Regions from separate parts of the Mus musculus genome. Here region 1 is linked to region 2. The links are chromatin contacts, called in public promoter capture Hi-C maps. All regions are on one chromosome and are shown on one strand. Each heading gives the region's core, a stretch centred on a gene start, on an enhancer-like site or on the middle of the called end of the contact. The rest is flanking DNA. Distances are from core to core; before and after follow the strand shown. Region 1 overlaps Herc4 (hect domain and RLD 4). Region 2 holds the start of Pbld1 (phenazine biosynthesis-like protein domain containing 1).

The links. Promoter capture Hi-C pulls out the DNA fragments that hold promoters and counts their contacts.
Region 1: a promoter capture Hi-C map of embryonic stem cells shows a contact between it and region 2. The contact joins the enhancer-like site here to the promoter of Pbld1 in region 2. A contact is called at or near these places in 4 of 39 promoter capture datasets (the 3T3-L1 cell line, the HPC-7 cell line, cranial neural crest and 1 more) and 2 of 9 other capture datasets (adipose tissue and liver).

What each region holds. Positions count from the first base shown.
Region 1 is chr10:63,314,599-63,317,566 of GRCm38.p6, forward strand. Herc4 (hect domain and RLD 4) reads left to right here. Exons shown (of 25, transcript NM_026101.4): 23 at 1,062-1,245; 24 at 2,102-2,204; 25 at 2,682-2,968. The coding sequence ends at 2,890. Among named protein-coding and RNA genes, the nearest start is that of Sirt1, 23 kb to the right of the region's middle. Within about 2 kb of position 1,408, at least 1 of the 459 cell types and tissues checked has an H3K27ac peak or open chromatin away from gene starts, as enhancers often do. A contact at or near this core is called in embryonic stem cells, where this site is marked.
Region 2 is chr10:63,059,958-63,063,171 of GRCm38.p6, forward strand. Pbld1 (phenazine biosynthesis-like protein domain containing 1) reads left to right here and starts at 1,632. Exons shown (of 9, transcript NM_026701.3): 1 at 1,632-1,744. The coding sequence starts at 1,661.

The sequences.
Region 1 (2,968 bases), core at 158-2,657, 250 kb after region 2:
TGACCAGGGTTAGTAGGCATTTTCTAAATTACTGAAAACATCACAACTTAAAGAAAACACTATTGTATGTTGTGTATGGTAGCGCACTTCAGGAGGCAAAGGCAGGCAGCTGTCTCTGATCCAGCTAGGACTATGTAATGATGCCCTGTCTCATAGTCCAAACACAAACAAACAAACAAACACCATAACATTTGAACGTTTAATGTGCCTTTGCTCGTGAAATCGCCTATAAGTAAAGGAACAAAACAAACATGAGAAATGAGAAGAAACAACAGCAAACATGGTTTGAAAGGAAATGATGGCCACTGATTAGCAAATCAGAGAAAGCAGTGATGGACTGGAATACCCAGAAGACACCAGTTTATTTTGCAGAACAGCAGTTCAGATGCTGAACTAAACTCAGTCTTAGAAAGTGCCAGGCAATGGTGCACGCCTTTAATCCCAAAACTCAGGAAGCAAAAGCGCTTGGATTTGAGTTTGAGGACAGCCTAGTAGTCTCTGAGAGACCCTGTGGGCTTGTTTTGTTTTGTTTTTAAAGCCTGTCTATAAGGCACTTGAGATTATTTCTAGGCTATTTCTTAAGAAAAATACTTTCAGAATAAGGTAACTGGCTATCATATAATTTCAAAGTATTCCTAAATCATCAAAAAATACTCAGTTCAACAGCTGGTCTGGCCTAACTACTGGGCAAGAGGGAGGGAGTTAGAGCCCTGGGTCAGCTCCGTCCTACTGAGAACAAGTAGATTTTTCAGTCCCTTTGTTTTTAAGGAATCTATACAATATATATTTCTAAGAAATAGCTATTAAGCATTCTTTCAAGATCATCTTTAAGATGTTTTTGTTTGCTTGTTTGGTTTGGTTTATTTTTAATGAAGGAATTAGCTATGGTTTAGTGTAGCTTGGGATTGGTTTCTTTTTACCCATTGAACTCTATACTCATTTTTCTGAGTTTAGTTGAAAGTAGCAAGAAATGAAGGAGCAAAAATGTAATGATAAGCATTGGGTATTCTCCATAAATGGTGCGTGTGACTTGTGCATCTATGCCTGGCTTTTATTTCTAGGCAGGAGTTTGTTGATGCCTATGTGGATTACATATTCAATAAATCAGTGGCATCTTTATTTGATGCTTTCCATGCGGGCTTTCATAAGGTCTGTGGAGGAAAAGTTCTTCTGCTCTTCCAGCCTAATGAATTACAAGCTATGGTTATTGGGAATACAAATTATGATTGGAAAGAACTGGAGAAGGTAAGGAAAAACCAATCTCTACTTGTCAGTGGAAAAGCAAAACTATGCGTTATTGGAAATCTAGCCCTTGTGTGCTTTTGCCCTTCCTATAGCTCCTTGCTGTGCTTATTGTAGACACTTGCCTGCCCCTCCTGCCCTACAGTGCACTGTGTGGCGGCACTGGTGAGGTGATTGGGAGGCGTGCTATAGGAACCCTAGCCCAAGACTGAGTGACTTTCTACCCATGCTTAATTAAGGCTTTTGTTTCCTGTTTTTCTACCAAATCCCAGTGTTAAGCTTGACCATGGTGGGAGAGGACTACAAAAGGAAAAGCCTTGGTAGCATTTGAAATGTAAATGAAGAAAATATCTAATAAGAAAATTGTTTAAAAAAAAGGAAAGGGAAAAGCCTTGGTGCTCTTAACACTTTTGTTTTAAAGCGGGGAAAGGGGCTGGTGAGATGGCTCAGTGGGTAAGAGCACCTGACTGCTCTTCCGAAGGTCTGAAGTTCAAATCCCAGCAACCACATGGTGTCTCACAACCACCCATAATGAGATCTGATGCCCTCTTCTGGTGCATCTGAAGACAGCTACAGTGTACTTACATGTAATAAAAAGGGGGAAAAAATTAGTAGAAACATTCTGATTTGTCTTCCTGAAAATAGTACAAGAAACATTTACCCAGTCCCATGTTTGTGTTTAATAAACCTCTCACTATTTTAGTAAACTCTTACTTACAAAGGTGACGGGTCTGTTCTTCCTTCCTGGGGAGTCAGTATCTTCACATTGTAAAATGCCAGGGTTGTAATATTCCTACTCTTAACATGATAGGTTTCATGGAATACTCCTTAATGCTAAAAAAGGTTGTATTACTTTTAGAATACAGAATACAAAGGAGAGTATTGGGCAGACCATCCCACGATAAAAATTTTTTGGGAAGTGTTTCATGAATTACCACTAGAGAAGAAGAAACAATTTCTATGTAAGTATATTCTGAGACAATAATCTAAAGTATTAGCTCAGTTTAGTCTTTGTTATTAAGATTTTTATTTACATGTATGTTGTATCTGTGCCGAGTATAATGTATACAGGTATCCCGGAAGGCCAGAAGGGTATGCCATGCGTCAGACCCCCTGGAGCTTTTATAGTTGTGGGCTTTATCTATAGAGCTCAAGTGATGTCTGCAGTTGCCTGAGATCCTGTGTCAAAGAAACAGCGTTGGAGAACTAGAGAGAGCTGGGAGCGCAGCTTAGCAAGGGAAGCCTGACTTGGAGTTCAGTCCCTGGGACCCACATGGAAAAGGAGAGAACTTAGAAAGCTTAACTAACCAGTTTTCTAAATGGCTCTTCCAAAAAGGATTTCTAAAAGCTTTTGCCATTGTTCATCAAGTATTGAGTACTTCCTTTAAAATAATGAATGCAAAACTAGACTGTGTTGTCTAAATTGTTTTCCTTGGCAGTATTTTTGACAGGTAGTGATCGGATTCCCATTCTTGGTATGAAGAGTCTGAAACTAGTCATCCAGTCAACAGGAGGTGGTGAGAGCTATCTCCCGGTTTCCCATACCTGTTTTAATCTTCTAGATCTCCCAAAATATACAGAGAAAGAAACCCTCCGATGTAAACTGATCCAAGCTATTGATCACAATGAAGGCTTCAGTTTAATATGACCTTGGACTTTTCTGTTTAGTACAAAAACCACTCGTGTTTCTCTTGTGAATTCAGCACAGTGAGAGTTACTTCTGTAA
Region 2 (3,214 bases), core at 382-2,881:
GCTAGACACAGGTAAAGACAGAATGAGCAAGAGATGGGAATGAGTCAGAAGATTAGAACGGATTGCCAGAGTTAGTTTGACACCAGACAGGGGGGAAAAATCAGAGACTTGAGAAGAAGCCAGATTGAATCAGAGTCAGGTGGGAGAAGAGTTTGAGCCAGAACAGCTGAGTTGAACCAGCCAGCTAGAATTCAGAGAGAACAAGAAAGTTGTGAACTTATTCAGCAGCCAGTCTCAGAGGCTGAAAACATTCTAGGCCTCAATTAGATTGTATGGAAGCTAGAAGCTTCCAGGCCTAGACCTGGGTAAGCAGACTGAGGCAGTAAGCCTCTGAGATGACAATTACAACAGGTGAATAAAAGCTACTTTTACATATCCCAAGGCTGGCCTTGAACTCAAGGCAGGCCTGTTGCAGTCTCCAGATTCCACTGAGCCTGGCTCACAAGCTTGTGAAGCCCACTGCCAGGGGGAGACAGAGCCTAATCCTAGCTATTCAGCAGCCGGGGCAGGAGGCTGAAGACCTGTGTAGGTTCCACAGAGAGGTCACGGCCAACGAGGTCAAGATCCCGGGGCCCACAGATCAGGTAAACAAGATAACCTAGAACATTTACCAGTCACGTGTGAGGCCTGGGCTCCATTCCAGCCTTGCAAAAGGGAACCTGTGTCAAAATAGGAGCTTTGTTTCCTTTCTGTGCTGACTCCTGCTATCTGATAGAACAATGGTGATTTACAATGAAATCTCCAAACAACCGCATAAACAACCTGAAACGCAGTGAGAAGAACGATTCTGCTGTCGATGGAGACACGTCCTCGCAGATGACACTTGACAACAAATCCTCCTGTTTGTCCTCCACGCTCCAGTTGGATGTGAGCCCAGTAATTACTTCTTAAATCACTTTAATAGATATGGTGTGCCAGGGGCTCCTCTAGCAGCTATGTGATTTCAAAAGGGGAAAAGGTAAGTTGGTTGTGGTGGCATGGGACTTTAATCCCAGGACTGGGAAGGCAGAAGTAGGCAGATCTCTGAGCTCAAGGCCAGCCTTAAGATCCAGTTCAATAAAGGCTGCATAGTAAGACCCAGTTTTTGTTTTGTTTTGTTTTTTTAAATTAAGATGTGGTAAGAAGAGGGTGACGTGATGTTTTCTGCCAATGAAAACCCAATGATTGCTTTTTATCAGTCAGATTAATAAGCACAGTAAATGTTCATATACTGTGTAAGTTGGTAAACTTTTATTGCTTTGAGACGGGGTCTCCTGTATCCCAGGCTGGCTTGGAACTCCCTGTGTAGCCGAGGATGGCCTTGAGCCTTTCTGTTCTTGCCTCTGCTTCGTTGCGCTAGGATCACAGATGTGTGCCACCATGCCCTGTGTAAGGGTCGATGGGGAATAGAGCCCGGGCTTTGTGCGTGCCAAGCAAGTGCTTACCTGCCCCTCACTGAGCTACTCTGCAAAGGTCAAAGGACATCCAATACAAATGCTAAAACTTGTTAGAGGATTGGTATCTCTAAAGGTAACCATATTGGCACGGTTGTTTGGCTTTTGGTCTGGGAACCATTAACTGCACGTCTGCACCAGTAAAACTTTAACTTATTTTTCAACAGCTGGAAGTGAAGCGGGCTCCGAGCAGGGCAGGGAGCCCTCAGACAAAGCCAGCGAGGAAAATGAAGCTCCCAATCTTCATAGCAGATGCGTTCACTGCGACAGCTTTCCGGGGCAATCCTGCCGCAGTCTGCCTCCTGGAGCGCGTGAGTACGCGGTTCTCAAGGGCCAAGCCTGAACTTCCAGATGTGTGTAGAGCCCTTGACGTCTGTAAAAGACATGAGGCCGTCCTGCGTGTTTGCCACTTTGGCTTGTGTTCTGTGTCACGTCGCTGATGGCCATGTCTTCAGGTTATGAGGGAATGGCTGTGCCTAGACTGGGTCAGAGCCACAGAGGCTCCCAGGCAGGGAACCTGGCAGCAGCTGGGAGTCGGGGCTCATGCCTGCAGCTCTGGTGTTCCAAAGGAGAAGGCAGGAGATCATGAGTCTGCGGCCAGCCTGGGCTACATAGCAGATCCTAGGTCAGCCTGGACTATGTGAAGAAACTCATCTTACAGAATCAAAAATAAATAAGCAAATAAACATAAAAACGTAGGGGGATGGGTTCCTTCTAGCTGCCAGAGTTTAGTTTTATGACTAGATATGGTCGCAGCTACCTTTGAGTCTTACTTTAGGGACTCTCTCATAGGGGTTGGGAGAAGGTCTAAGGCGGGCTGGCCTTAAGCTCCCTGCGTAGCTCAAGCTCTCTTCAGACCCCATCTGCCTCAACCTCCTTAGTGCCTGCCTGGGTTACAGCTGCCGGCCATCTTTCCTGGCTTTAACCTTTCCTGTTCCTCAGACATTTAGAAGTTCTCTCGAAGGCTGAAGGCTCATTGTTTCAGAGTGGCTACTGCTCTCGCAAAGGACTTATGTTCCATTCTTCACACCCATGTGGGACACTTACAACTGCTTGTGGCTCCAGCTCCCGACGGAGATCTGAGAGATCTGACTGACACTCTCTTCTGACCTCTGAGGTCACTGCAATCATGTGTACAAACCCAAACACACACATACACATACATACACACACAAACCCACACAAACCCAGATACACACACATGCACTTGCACACACACAAACACACAGACATGTCTGCACTCACTTTCTCTCTTCCGATCTCCAAAGGCTCTATGCTCAAGTGTATTGACTGACACACAGACATTCATTCTCTCTCTTAAAATAATTGTCAAAATATATTAAAAATCTCTTTAGGATCAAGAAAATAAGGCACCGGCAAAGAATTAAGGAGAGGCAAGGAATTGATCTCCACTCTGTGGAAAAGTTAGTTTGCCAAAACTCTCCCTTTGTAAATAGCTCTTTTGTGGCTCCCATGCTGGCTCAGCAGGTAAAGGTCCTTGGCGCCAAGCCTGAAGACCAGAGTTCAATTCCTGGGAGCCACAGAGTGGACACAGACAACCTCCTCCTGCCAAGTCATCCCCCGGCCGCACAAGTGTGCCACGGCCCCCAAATAAATGAGTTAGCTGAATTAAAAAAAAAAAAAAAGCCCACATAGTTCTTAGATTACAATGATTGCTAATGAGATTTTTTATTAGAATAATTGCTAAATATACTAATTATAATAATTAACTATCCCTTGGCCTTCTGGATGAATGTTGTGTCATTTCCTGGATAATAAGA